Linked DNA regions of Mus musculus: region 2 is linked to region 1. The links are chromatin contacts, called in public HiChIP or PLAC-seq maps. All regions are on one chromosome and are shown on one strand. Each heading gives the region's core, a stretch centred on a gene start, on an enhancer-like site or on the middle of the called end of the contact. The rest is flanking DNA. Distances are from core to core; before and after follow the strand shown.

Region 1 (7,373 bases), core at 2,562-5,061:
ACTGAGGATTTATTCCAGGGCCGGAGGCATCTCAGGCAAATGCCCTAGCTCAGAGTTACGTCCCCAGCATGGCTTCCTGCCCTTTCAGAGCTGGGACCCCCAAGCCCAGGGAGGTCTGCAGGCAATCTCAGTAATTCTTCTGCTTCTCCTTGCAGTGCCTCCGCCTTCTCATGCAACAGCATCTGCAATGAAAAACCCAGTCATGAGGCCAAATGTACCTGGCTAGAGAGCTGCCAACATTGTATGTCTGCTAAAACCCGAGTTCTGACACACAGATGGCTAACGCTGGGCCTGAAATAGTGAGACTGAAAAATGCCCACTTTACAGCCCACTTTACAAGTTCAGTAAATGAAGACGAGGTATTCTGCTAAAAACCATTTTAGCTGATCACAGCGTTCAGTGCACCAAAAATAAAGAGCTTTCCTACACTCAACGATTTGTTTCACAGAAGACTCAGGCACTTAAACAAAATTTATAATCTATAAAATTTCAGAAAATTTTGCAAAAATTTAATTAGCTCTTGAAACTGTTATCCTTTACGTACGTATTTAATTAGCTCTGCCAACTGTTTCATTTAGCGCGTGCTTTTAAAAGCCCATCAGTATTGCAGAAAGAAAGTTTTCCTAAGGCTCCTACAGAAACATGATCGGAGCTATCACCCTTTCCACTAAAGCGCCTGTGGTGAACGTGACTGGACCCGTTATCCCGCCATCGGCTTCCTCTCTCTCCTGTCAGTTGCCCTCCTGTATTTTTGTTTTAATTAATTAGTTAATTAACGTGTATGGGTGTTTTGTCTGCATGTATGTGAATACACCATGGTTCTTGGAGGCCAGAACATTGCTCACATTGCTAAGATCGGAGATGCTGTGATGGCCATGAGGGTGCTGGGAGTGTGAACCCCAGTCCTCTGGAAGAGCAGCCAGTGCTCTAACCACTGAACCACCTCTCCAGCCCGCTTCCTAAAGTTAGTTTTTGAGGTAGGATTTCACCATGTAGTCTAGGCTGGCCTTAAATTTGAGATCTTCCTGTGTCAAGGAATATGCATGCAATATGCACATGCAATATGCATGCTGCCATGCCTGGAAATATGGTTAATTTCAAACACAGCACACAAGAAAGAAAGAACTGCCAAGCACAGTGCATAGCCTGTGTGCTGGGCTGCCTTCAGTTCCCTCAGGCAGGGGCAGAGGCAAGGGCATCCCTACCCATCCAAGAACACCTCAGCTACTGGGACAGAGTCCATCGTGGATGCTGTATCCATAAACACTCCAAATGTCTCCACCACAGACCACTGTGAAGATCAGCTAAGGCCATGCTCGTGTGTGAGCACCACTCAGCACCATGAGAAGGAAGTTCTTTTTAGCAGTTCTTCTGCTTCACGTACGAGAATGACTATCTCAGTGAGGGCTTCTAATGCTGCAGCAAAACACCACGACCAAAAGGTAACTCGGGGAGCAGAGGGTTTGGGGGCTTACACGTCCACACTGCTATTTATCCCTGGAGGAAGCCAGGGGGGAGCTCACACAGTGCGGGAACCTGCAGGCAGGGCTGATGTGAAGGCCATGGAGGGTGCTGCTTACCAGCTCGATCCGCTTGCTTTCTGGACCACCAGCCTAGGGACAGGACCACCCAAAAGGGCTGGGCCCTTCCCCAGCAATCACTAAGAAAATATGTAATAGCACGATCTTACAGAGGCTTTTTCTCGATGGAGGATTCCCCCTTTCAGATAACTCTAGTTTGTGTGTCAAGTAGACACGAGACTATCTAGCACAGTAACATAACAATGAAGTTTTAAAAAGCTAAGCAATGTACACACTTGTGACCAAGGACATAATACCAGATTGCTGTAATGGCTTCACCCACACAAACAGAATAGCAGCAATCTTGAAATGGGGATGGAAGAGAGCAAATAGCCTGAAGCCATGGAACTCAACAAAGAAAAGAGAAACTCCTGCTTTAAAACTTTGAAAAGTATAGCCAGAAAGAATAGGCTGGCTCCAGAGGGCAGTGCGCACGTATGGGTGGTAGAAATCTCCAGAGGTAAATTTAACCTCAGCCCACTGCGATGGCCTTGGGAATGCCCCTGTCAGTGAAGAGCTTGCGGGTACAAGACCGAAGGGAGGCACACTGGAGAGGACTCCCATGAGGAGGCCCAGAAGAGAGCTACAAGACGGCCTCAGAACAGCGTTAATTTTTAGGGTCTCTCTCCTCGGCAATCCTGTGTCAAAAACAGGAAATCTGTGTACCCTGGGCCTTTTTGTTTTAAGTGTGTTTTATGAGTATGGATGCTTGCTGCATGTGTCTGTGCACCCCGTGTGTGCAGTGCCCTCAGAGGTCAGAAGAGGACATCCGATCCCCTAGAACTAGAGTTACAGAGTGCTGTGAGCTACGGACGTGTTTTTGGTAAACCGTTATTCGATGCGAGTTGCTTCGCTCGGATATCTCATCACGATGCTACGGCGTATTTGCGAGGAAGGCTTGCTCACCTTGGCTGAGGAAACAATCTGCCTGGCTTGCCGTCTGGACAGATGATCAATTGTCTTCACCAACACTTCTGGGTTGGCATTGGCTAAGTGCATGATGCTCCTGTAACCTGCGTTATATAGCTGTTTTGCTCGACCCTAAAGTATTAAAGAAAAAAAAATACTATGAGTATTTGGGATTATTAAAAAAGAAAAAAAAACCCCACATGCAACAGATAGGAAGAGACACAGACAGTAATGTAAATGTGAGGAGGTAACCCAGCAGAACACTGCAGAGCTTTGAGGAGATGTTTGGGCTCTAATCTGAAAGGTACCGAGGGGAGCTTTCCACAAGGTCTAAGTCGGCTGCTGGGACAAAGCCAGGGAAGGGAACCCAGTCAGGCGCACCTGTGTGCACGCACTTCCTACGCAGAATGAAAAGCAGAGGACAAAAGGACTGAAGCTGATGCGTGCTGCTAACACCCGACTGAGGGTCCTTTCTCCCCACCATCTCCTGCCATCAGTCTGTCCGTCAGTCATCACTGCACTGGGTACAAACTGACAGAGAGTAACTCTTTACTCCAGTGGAGAAAGAGGAGCTATGGTTGAGTCGCAGGGCACAGTCCTTGGGGGAGAGTGGAGCCCAAGTTCTCATACGGGAGATCTTTCATCATATCCACTTCTCAGACATAGTGGCTTCCTGGGAGGCCGTGGCATCATTTGATTTAAAACGAAGGAAACGAGAAAGACTTCTGGGCGACCTGATCTGGGATCAGCTGAGTCTCCTGTCTGGGAAGGTCTAGAAGGACTGACTGACCCCAGCGTAGGCCCCACTTTCTGTTGTCTGCCAGCAGCCCAGGCCGAGGAGGTTGGAGGGGAGCTGGGCAGTGGCGGCGAGCACCTTTAATCCCAGCACTCAGAGGCAGAGGCAGAGGCAGGAGGAGCTCTGACTTTGAGGCTAGCCTGGTCTGAAGAGAAAATTCAAGGACATCCAGGGATGCAAAGAGAAATCCTGTTTCAAGAAACCAAAGGAGTTTGGGGGTGGTGGTGGAAGGAGAGAGGAAGAGGTGTGCTGAAAGCAGGGATGGGGTTGCTCTGCTGGCCCACGTGGAAGCCTGGGCTCTTCTACACCTCCCTCCCTTGTTCTGAGACACAGGCTATTTTAATTCACAATGTTTCTGGCCTTAGCTCAGGCTTGCTCCCCACTGGCTTCTAACCGATATCAACCCGTTCACACTGTTCTACGTCTGCCGTGCTGATGGCTGCTTCTCCTCAGTTTCACACACCCGCCTTCGGAGTCCGGGTAGTGGTAATGTTCCTGCCTCTCTCTCCCAGAGTTCCTCTCTCCTGCAAGTCCCACCCACTCTCTCCTGCCAGGTCACCCAGCTCTTTACTGAGCACTGAGCTTTTACACAGTGCACATGAGACTATCCCTGCATGCCCAACTCTGCTCTGTTTCTGACTGCATCTACCCTGCTGCTGCCTCCAGTCCTTGCTGCTGCTGAAACCCAGCTTCCTCAGTCTTCACGTGGGGATCAGCAGCTCTCCGGGAACTGCTCGGGGTTCAGTCTCAGGACCAGCCAGCAACGCAGGCCCATCCATCAAGTCCTCTGTTTCTATGTGCTGATTCCATCGGTTCTGTTCCTCCACAGGACCTGGAACAGTAGGACTCTTTCTAGAACCTACCACGCAGTAACACTTCAGAAGACCGTAAAACTTGTTTTTCTGTTAGAAGACATGAACTCAGTTAGGAGGGTGGGATGAGGCTGACCTCTAAGACCCCGGTCACTTCCATGAGAGGGATTAGCTCCGCCTTCACGCAGTACGTCAGCTTCTTGGTGAGTTCCACCAAAAGGGCTTTGTAAACCCAAAATTCCTCCAGCTCCTGAGCAGACAAAGATGCATCGTTGTAAGTTCTGTATTTTATGTAAGTTACATACTGAGCTGCAGCTCGGAGGAGCGAGGGCTAAGGGAGATAGAGCCTCCCAACCGCAAGGAAGCATGGAGCCTTGGGAGCTTTTGGAGGAGGAAAAAAGACTGAAAATTAAGAAAAAAGTTATTTCTAATCAAAATTTCAGAAGTGTCTGTACAGTTTTGTTTGTCGAGTGACTCTAAAGAGTTTTTACTTGTGGGAGTTAACCCAGAGATGAAGTATTAAATAAGGACAGTCACATGCAGCGTGGTAGTCAACAAAGCCCTTAAGCTAACGAGAACAGGAGCTCTGAGTAGGGCATGACGCGTGGCTGGAGGATATCACATCAGCCTGTCTGTGTAAGAGCCACGCGTGAGGCCTGGGGCCCTGGCTCCGGGTTAAGTGCATGAGACACAAGCTTGAGCACCCACAGAAAAGTCCTGTGCGGCTCAGTGGCACACGCCTGTAGCCCTGGGGGCACTGTGTGCTTGTACACGGGTGTGCAGCCAAAGTGGTGAGCTCCAGGCTCCGTGAGAGACCCTGTCTCACATCCACACTGACAGCAGTGTGAAAGACTCTAGACCAACTGCCACATGGCCGGCACTGCGCTGCCCTGGTGGCACAGGCTCTTCCACCACAGGGGAGGAAGAACGTCACTAAGTTTTCACTACTAATCCTGGTTAGAGATCATCTCCACTAGCACAGCTGCTGAACAGAACAGAGCTATAGAGTGAAAATACACCAATGACCCTTCATTAGCACTTACGGCACACTTAGTTATTAACATTCGTAGACTACAGAGGTTTAAGATAGGAAAGAAAATTGAATTAAAACCTGGTGAGCGGTGTGTGGTGGTGCATACATTTAATCCCAGCACTCAGGAGGCAGAGGCTGCCATACACACATACACACACACACACACACACACACACGCACATGCATATATATGATATATAACATGTATAACATATATAAATAAAATATTAATTTTAGCATCATGTATATACACCTATCATGTAGAGCCTATGTTTGACGTAGGGCTGCCTGCCCGACACTAGAAGTAAATGTGTATGTCCCCATGGCTGTCCAGAAGATGTGGGACTGAGCAGTCCCCTGGCCGCTGACGGACTCGGGTAACTGACCAAACCCCTCATCACTCCCGAGTCGTCACACAGAAGCCAGGTTGTAAGGGATAGCCTGGAACCATCGGCCCTGGTCCTGAGAACAGGCGGGCTCTGCACTTCCCACTGCTGAAGCGTTTTAGCTGACTTGGGAATTCCTGCATCGTTTCCATAAGCTCAACACAGTCCTCATGTAAAAAGGCAGAAACCAAGAAAGGCTTTAAATAAAGCTGCATGCTCCGAAAGAACACAGTGACTCAGCAGGGAGGAGAGAGGCAACTGCTTTCAAGTTTACCAGGGTTAACGTGAGAAGACACCAGTTAACTGATTACCTCACAGAAATGTAACACGCAGGAAGAGAAGGAGGCAGCTCCCATAAGCAGGTTCTGTATGTATCCTCGGGGCAGGTTAAACTTCTCAGACACACTCCAAACATTGGTCTCTTTCAGCAAAGAATAAAGCACAAACGACAGGTAGAGTCTGTTGACAACGTTCTTGTCCACCTTCTATAAAGACACAAAAGGTGTCCTAAGTGGGTGGGCTGTGGCTGCGGGGACAGAGGCGGCACAGAGCCCCTGGCCAGCCACAGAGGAGTCAAGGTCACTTGTCTCTGTTCTGCAGAGGAGAGCAGATCGAACCTTCACAACCGTGACAGCTTGGGACGAGGGCCTTGGCAGATGCGGTTAGTTCAGGACCTGTAAATGACGCCAGCCAGGATTTACCCCGGGCCCTGAACTTGCTGACTGGAATCTTCATAAATGAGGACAAGACAAGGAGATGCACAAGTCAGTGAAAAGCGAGCTCAGGTCAAAGAGATCACGTGTGAGCCAAGGAGCTGTCACACCCGAGCCATACAACTAGGAGGAAACACGGAGGCTTCTCCTTGCAGCCTACCCAAGAAGCCAGGGTAGCCTCCCAACTGGGAGAAACCGGGCCGGCCTCACATATGCTGAGGGGATGGGAGGCATGGAGGCTCCTGGGCCCCCAGATAAGCAGTAGGGGCCAGGAACGGTAACAGTCAGAGGTGTTCCTTCACGGGAAGAGGTGTAGAACCTCTTGTACATCCAGAAGGCTGGGAGTGATGTGCCTAACAGTCCGGTGAGCTCTGAGCTTCTTACGGCCTTGTTTTCTCGTCACTCTGTAGGACCTGTCCTTATGGGAGATGTCACATGTGCTTCCCAAAGCCCTTCGGTGTATTCATATTGTGCACATGGGACTGAGTTACTTATTACCAGGAACATTTTTACCAAATTGTGCCGTGCTTAAATATGCCTAAAATAAAAGACTCGGGACCAGACTCTCAAAGTCTGAACCAATATGGGCTACTGAGTTGTGTAGAATGGAACGGCCACACAGCTCTGTGTGGATTCATAGTCTGCTGGAAGTTAGGGAGAACTCCATACCGTGCGTGTGTAAACTGCACTGGCATGTGAGTTAGACAAACACACGTAACTAAATGGTGGGCTTGTCTATACTACAAACTGTAAGGGAGTATGCTATGGTTTCCCCGTGGTCGTGATAATCAGTGTTCCCAAAGCTGAAGCAGAGAGACAGGAAAAGACTTCCCGTGGCTGGCAGTTTCTGTTCTGTGATCGGCTTTTGCCTGTGGTGCTAGTGATCTTATGCAAAGAATGTCATCACTAGTATCAGGGTAACGTAAGAGACAATTTCACAGATGTATCTGAAAGGAAAGTAGTCTTAGAGTGCATCACTGGTTGGCATGACGGGGTGCCTGCGCTCCTAGCACTTGAAGGCCCAGTAGGAAATCGAGGCCTGAGCTACACAGCAAGTCCCTGTCTGAAAATGAAAACATAAATAAGATAGGAAAAGAATATTGAGATAACGGCTCTGTCTCAGTGGATTTTGAATTACAAATTC
Region 2 (7,373 bases), core at 1,985-4,484, 55 kb after region 1:
AAGGCAATTCTCAGAGAACACTGGTTTTTCAGAGGCAGTAGAAGCCAGCTAAGGGTAACACAACTAATGAAATTACAGATGCAGTTGATGTGGACTAGTGTACCTTAGATACTGAAAAAAAAACAAACAAACTTCTATGTAACCAAGACACTCAATTACCATGTCTGGTTATGAAGACACTGTTAGTTTTTAAAATTATTTACCTTGCAAACAATTGTCACAATGGATAATTTACTTGTTTTTACTAATACTATTACTCACCTAAAAAGCCGGTAGCATGGGATATATTTCTGAATGTCTAGGAGAAAAAGGATTTCTAGTCATGAGTGTATTAATTGCTTGCCCACTGCCCACCACCCTGAGGAGCGTTTGGCCTCCCGCTAGCTAGGAGCTTCACTATGCAGAGCTCATCCCTCTTCAGACCACCCTAAGACAGACCACGCTCACCCAGAAATCAAGTGACTCCCAGACATGCAGGGCTAGAAATCCAACCTGGAGTCCCACCTGGAACTGCAAGTGTTACACTCCCTAGACAACAGCAAATGTGTAGAGCTGTACTTCTGATCCTCCTGCCTCTACTTTCTTAGTGTGAGGATTACAGGTGTGTACCACTGCACCCACACTTTTGGTTTTTTCTTTTCTTTTCTTTTTTTTTTTTTTTTGGAGTGCTTTTCAAAACATTACCGTATATATGTTAACAGTTTAAACACACACATGTGTATATTCCCCAGAACAACTAAAATATAAGAGTGAAAGTAACACTTATGCTGCTTGTCCTCGGCATGCAAACTACCAAAACAGAACTAAGTGACTCACCAATTGTATAAACAACTTTAACGTTGTCCATCTGTGAATCAGTAATGCTATTCTTGGCTTCACCTTTCATTTCACCGAGGAGAAAACCTTCCTATGAGAGTAAACAAAAGAAGCAGTATATGAAACACACTGGCTAGGGTCAATATTCTATCTCCTAATCATATCTTCTCAGAATTTCACAATATACAAATGTGTTATAGGTAGTGGGCACATGGGTAACTGGGAAAGGCTGAGAGGGAGACAGAGTGGAACTGATTTGTTTGTTTGTTTGTTTTGAGACAGGGTTTCTCTGTGTAGCTCTGGCTGTCCTGGAACTCACTTTGTAGACCAGGCTGGCCTTGAACTCAGAAATTCGCCTGCCTTCTGCCTCCCAAGTGCTGGGATTAAAGGCGAGCGCCACCACGCCAGGCTGAGTAGAACTGACTTTAAAGGGCTTGGTAATAGTTTGGGAAGGCAGAGAGTGAAGCACCCCTAACTCAAATGCATAAAAGTTTTAAGTCTGTTTAAGAGCTCAGCTGAGCAGTTTGTCTTGAAGCGCAAGGCTTCTGTGGACAGTTGTAACAAGAGGGTAAAGTCCCACAAGATAATCCAAATGAGCAGCCCAAGTCTGGATTTTACACATATTTCTGAGTGTCAGTGGAGGTTTCTTAGCTATGGAATGCTAAAGTGATCAATGTTTTCAGATGTAAATCTGTCTAAAAATTATTAAAAAAAAATAAAGATTTGTAATTCAGTTACATCTGCTTCCCAGTGGGTCTACTGTGTGCCTGTTTTCTTTTAAAATACAGGCAGCCTTTTGAGTTTTTGTTTTGTTTTCTCATTTCAGTGACTCAAGTTTTTTCTTTGGGTGCATTTAAAGATCAAGTGAACTCTTCTATTCATTAAAATTGGTTTATAATGCCCTGCCTCCATTTCATCAAAATAATCGAACGACCAACCAAACAAACATAGGAATGTCCCAGTCTTTTAACAGAATCAAGTGGGTAAAAATCTGCAATTGCAAATGTTCTTGATTTTGATACTCCCAATGTTAAAAACTAGGAAAAGTACCAGTCAATTCTAAGTACAATTATTCAGAAACCAACTCTAAAAACTTTAGTTGAGCTGGAGGGACGATTCAGTCATTAAGAGCAGTGGCTGCTCTTGCAAAAGAACAGGATTTAGTTCTCAGCGCCCACATCTTTATCTCCCATTAAGTTCCAGGGGATGTTATGCCCTCTTCTGGTCTACTTGGGCACTGCCCATGTGTGATCCACAGATGCTCAGTAAATGACTCTTCAAACAAACAAACAAAAGTTAAAATATCTGAGAAACTAGGGTCAAACACCAAGATGTAGTGTACAAGGGCTAATCCTATAAACTACAGACTTAGGGCAGTTTACTTATGTTCACGCTAAACATCTTCTAAAATAAGTCCCACAGATACACACACACACGTGTTTGTGTTTAGTATGAAGTTTGTGTATCATCCTCCCGTAGAGCCATGCTAATGTATCATCCCATTATGTGCTGCCCGGTGAGTACCTCGCGCATTCAAAGATGTCATTTGTTTCCCCCTGGTATTTTGATGTACTGCACATCAAAATCATTGTACACTCCTATCACTGGGACTGTGCTGAGAAGCAATTTAGGCAACGCAGATCTGACACTTAAAGCGAAGGACTCAACAGTTCAAATACCTTACTCCACACTGTTCAGTATGGTGCTCTCTGCACTGTATTCGTGCAGACCCCAAACTCATTTTAGATGTTTCTAGTTTCTTTCTTTATGTTACTAAGAACTTAATACAAGATGCTACTGCCAGACCTCAAAGTTTTACGGTAAGTTTTTAATCTACCAAAAAAAAAAAAAAAAGCCTTAAAATTTGTTTTCAATGTCACTCACGGGCTTCGAAAGGAGGCAAAGGCTTAAAAATGCATTTACACATCTGATCCTGGACAAGGTGCGTTTGTAACGGAAAGTAGCACAGAAATAGCCGGATCTTACAGCCTCATGCCAGGGTAGCCCTACAACTAGCCAGCCCCTTGCGGCTGGGTGCGGGGTCTGGCTCGCCCCTGCTCGTCCTCCCGAGCCTCGCGACGCTCACGCGCTGCGAGTAGGACCCGGCGCCGGGATCCTTCGCACAGCAGGGTAGCGAGGCAGGTAAGCTGCCCGACTTTCGTCGCCGAGCCGGAGGCCCCGGGGAACTTTCCTCCAAGCCCAAGGGCGAGCAGAGAAAAAGGGCCCGGATGAGAGCCCGGGAGGGCGCCCTGCTCCGCGAACCCACGGAGCGAGCGGGGACTGCGGGCGGGGTCGGCAGCCGCGCCCGGCTCACCGTGTCTGAGTCTGTGTTGAGATGATGGAAAGTGAGCGCGCCGAGCACGAAGCCAGACAGCACCCCCAACGTGCTCTCGCCCTCCATACTGCCGCCTCGGTCGCTGCCGCCACAGCCACTATCGCGGAGCATGACGGGAGGCTGGAGCGTAGGGGCGGGGCTTGAGCCTGCGCACCGGGAGACGCGGGTTGTAGGGAGCGCGGTGTCCTCTAGCCGGGTAGGGTGCTTCTTTCATCAGCTTGGCTGAGACACCTGCAGCATGCATGGAAAACACTGTTTATGCATAGTTTAAGGCTACTAATGGTTGTAAAAATAAGAATCGCTTAGCAATATTTTAATACCACGGATATGTCTTTTTGGGGTTTCCACTGCCCTTCATCTATTGGAACTTATGGAAGATCAATAACCAGTGGTGGGTGGGAATTATCTTCTCTAGAGTATTCCCGCTGTGTTGCGTTATTCTGTCTGTGTGTATTTGATTCTTTGGTTTGTTTGCTTGCAATTATAAAGTTATGAACTGAGTCTAGTTTAAAGACTATGTATGTTTATAACATTGTGAAAGTTCAATGATAAGCACGAACATATTGTGTTGGATCATTTGATATGACTAAAGTAAGTGAGAAGGTGAGGGATTGACATGTATTTCACACGTGTCATACACAATTTAAAAAGCCGATGGTTTTTAAATAATTGAAACTTGGCAAAGTGGCATGCTCCTGAATTGCATTAGTATTGCATGTCTCAGTTTTGTTGTGCAATAGCCAGGATTAGCTTGTCAGTGGCAACATGGAAGAAGTCACAGCTCCACTCTGTGGTCACTAATAGCTTGTGGAGTTCTCCTCCCCCTAGGAAAGGAGAATTTATAGAATACATATGTATAGTGCCGGGCGGTGGTGGCCCACGCCTTTAATCCCAGCACTCGGGAGGCAGAGGCAGGCGGATTTCTGAGTTCAAGGCCAGCCTGGTCTACAGTGAGTTCCAGGACAGCCAGGGCTACACAGAGAAACCCTGTCTCAAAAAACCAAAAAAAAAAAAAAAAAAAAGAAAAAAAAGAAAAACATATGTATAATACATATGTATTATAGAATGTGTATGTATTAATATATATTCCGTGGTACTATCATATGTATCACATATATAATTATACATAATACATGTAAAGGCCCATGGTATTTAGTTTTCATTACATGAGCTAGCCACCAGAGTTCAAGGCTGGTTGTGACAGGAGAATAAAGACAACAGTCCTAGATGACAAAGATCCTACCCAGCACGTACATTTCCCACCCTTTGACCTCGGCACCTCCCCCCCCCTTGTGAAGGAGTTCTCATGTACCCGAGTTCCCTAATATGCAAGTTTGAGGGGAGAAATAGTTTCCCACATCTCAGAATACAAAGTCTTGAATAAACCCGATTTCCTTCCACCAACTCTCATTCTCTGAATATTAGCTTTTAAGTATGGAGCAGATGACCTTGGGTGTGGTGACATTTCTGCTGAATATTAATTGCTTTTCTGTTGCTGTGATAAACCACCATGACCAAGGAACCTTACGGAAGGGACGGTTTATTTGGGCTTACACATCCAGAGGGATAGGAGCCCATCACCGTCACAGCAGGGAGCCTGGCAAGCAGCAGGCAGGCATGGTACAGCAAGCAGAGGACACCCTGAACCTCGAGAAAGATGCAGAGAGAGCAAACTAAAATTGGCACAAGTCTTTTAATTCTCAAAGCCTGCCCCCAGTGACTCCTTCAGCAAGACCACACCTCCTGAACCTATCCAAATGGTGCCACCAACCAGAAACTATTCAGATTTCTAGACTGTGTGGGCATATCTTTGAGACCATCACAGCTGTGTTCTGGGATAACACCCTCACTAGACCCTATTGCTGTCTGAAAACTACATCACCATGTTGTGACCGTACAATGGTATACAAAGCAGTAAGAAGAAGTGTTAATCCTACCAGGTGAAAATAAGACTAGTACCACAATTTTTGAGCAAAATGTAAAGCAGGCTTTATTAGATACTGGTCAGGATGATGGACACCGGCCAGTTCCATACCTTGGATGCCCAGAGAATGGCTGTAAACCCCACAAGACTCCGTATTCCCACGTTCATCCAATCAACAGCAATCATATCCGGACATACTTCCTGCCTACATACCTCTCTATCATGCATGTGACCAAGCACTTCCTGTGCAGCTGGAGCAACCAACCTTCTTCACAGAAGTGAAAACACCTGGCTTGTTATCTTACTTGAACCGCAGCCCCCAGCATTCCAGGAAGCTGGCTGCCCTTGGGCAAGTGGGGCTTACAGGTTAGAGGCGTTTTTTGTTTTATAGATCTCTTAAGCACAGTAGTTAAAACTTAACATATAACTTTAGCCCTCGCAGAACTGAAAGTAAAGGCATGCGTATGAATTTGTGGGTTGCATGATGAGGGAAATCTAATACTGTATTATTAACCCCTGTGCAGAAACAAAATAGGAGGACATTCTTTCAGCTCAATTGTATCAAGTGTCTGGAAGGGAAACTATGTGTCTTAAAGACCCTTCTTGCAACCACAGTGGCCTGTGTGAATGATGAATATACAAGGTTACTACTGGTGGAAAGTTCATCTCTAAAGCTGAGTTAGCTAATGGAAAGGTATCCAACCTTCAAAACAAAGCAGGCCGACCCAACAGCAAAACCGGAAATGCCACGCTTTTATCCTGTGTCTAGTTGCCCTGGAGATGAGTCAACGCTTTTTTAATTCTTGGAGCAGTTAACCGAGTTAAGCAGAACACATTCTTTACTTGTATCCATCAAAGCACTCTGGGTAATTTATTTCCTCTCTCTGAAGGGCCACTGACCTGTACAGTTGTATGGTTCATCCATGTCTGTCACACATGATCTGAGAAGGGCTTTCATACCATGGTGACTTCAGATTTTGGATGATTTGGGGGGCGGATGTTCCCTGTGTTTTCAGTGTGTGTGTGTGTGTGTGTGTGTGTGTGTGTGTGTAAGCTTCGGAGGTGGCCCTGCCTTTTCATGAGTGTCTGTTCATCTGCTTCATGAAGACTACATCAGGAGATGCCACGAAACTTCACCTGCTGAACTATTTATTATCAAGGCCATTTCAGACACAGGAAACAGGAATGTTACTCAACACTCTGACCTGGGTTGGGGGTGATACTCTTCTGGTTCACCCAGGTCCTTGTTGTCTGACAGAAAAGAATTTCTGGGGCTGGAGAGATGGCTCAATGGTCAAGAGCGCTGACTGCTCTTGCAGAGGTCCTGAGTTCAATTCCCAGCAACCACATGGTGACTCACAACCATCTGTGATGGGATCTGATGCCCTCTTCAGGTGTGTCTGAAGACAGCGACAGTGTACCCACAGACATGAAATAAATAAACAAATCTTTTTTAAAAAAGAAAGAAAAGAATTTCTGCATGAATTAGAGTAAAGTAAAATCAGCAAGTCCACTGGTTAAGCAAGAACACAAGACAAACCTGACCAGTCAAAGTGGGCGTCTAAGCACCCGGGCTGTAGCCATAATTGACTAGGGGCTTACTTACAACTTACTTAGAACAACGCACTCGGACACTGATTTTAGATATTAGGGGAAGCATTTTTTTCTCATCCCCAGGATTTGGTCCCTGAGGCTTTCCCCGACGCACCCTGTAGGCTTGCAGCTGGAGCAAGAAGAGCGCCAGAGGTAAACAGCGTTGACTCGTCTCCAGGGCAACTAGACAAGGACGAAAGGCTTGACATTTCCGGTTTTGCGTTGGGTCTGTCTGCTTTGTCTTGAAGGCTGGATGCGTTTCTATTAGCTAACACAGCTTCAGGGGTGAACTTTCCACCAGTAGCAACCTTGTGTGTTCATCATTCACACAGGCCACCGTGGTTGCGAGAGGGGTCTCTATGACACATGGTTTCCCCTCCAGACACTTGGTACCATTGAGCATACATTGGCATGTTTCTTTCTGATTTCTGTGCCCAGTCCTCCAGCATCTCTTGCTACCTTTAACAAGCTGCTTTGGAGGGACTGGATAGACTAGTGGTTAAGAGCACTTGCTGCTCTTCCGGGGGACCTGGGTCTTAGCACATACACAGTAACTCCAGTGGATCAGAGGATCTGAGGTCCTCTCCTGGCCTCAAGGGCAGCAGATGCAGACATGTATACAAGCAAAACACCTACACACATAAAAATAAGCTGATTTTAAAAGCATGAGTTGCTTTTATAAAACTGGGGTAGTTTGTGTTTAGG

The links. HiChIP or PLAC-seq counts read pairs in DNA pulled down with a chosen protein or histone mark.
Region 2: a contact with region 1 is called in an H3K27ac HiChIP or PLAC-seq map of embryonic stem cells, with 5 read pairs. The contact joins the promoter of Abraxas1 here to the enhancer-like site in region 1. A contact is called at or near these places in 3 of 39 promoter capture datasets (the C10 cell line, embryonic stem cells and erythroid cells), 14 of 484 Hi-C or Micro-C datasets (differentiating embryonic stem cells and embryonic stem cells), 2 of 115 datasets of contacts at active chromatin or transcription factors (both in embryonic stem cells) and 4 of 9 other capture datasets (adipose tissue, embryonic stem cells, liver and 1 more).

Annotation. Positions count from the first base shown.
Region 1 is chr5:100,762,455-100,769,827 of GRCm38.p6, forward strand. Helq (helicase, POLQ-like) reads right to left here. Exons shown (of 18, transcript NM_001081107.1): 15 at 5,828-6,001; 16 at 4,234-4,347; 17 at 2,487-2,621; 18 at 1-182. The coding sequence ends at 45. Among named protein-coding and RNA genes, the nearest start is that of Helq, 32 kb to the right of the region's middle. Within about 2 kb of position 3,812, at least 17 of the 459 cell types and tissues checked have an H3K27ac peak or open chromatin away from gene starts, as enhancers often do. A contact at or near this core is called in differentiating embryonic stem cells and embryonic stem cells, where this site is marked.
Region 2 is chr5:100,817,701-100,825,073 of GRCm38.p6, forward strand. Abraxas1 (BRCA1 A complex subunit) reads right to left here and starts at 3,235. Exons shown (of 9, transcript NM_172405.3): 1 at 3,131-3,235; 2 at 817-907; 3 at 262-298. The coding sequence starts at 3,217.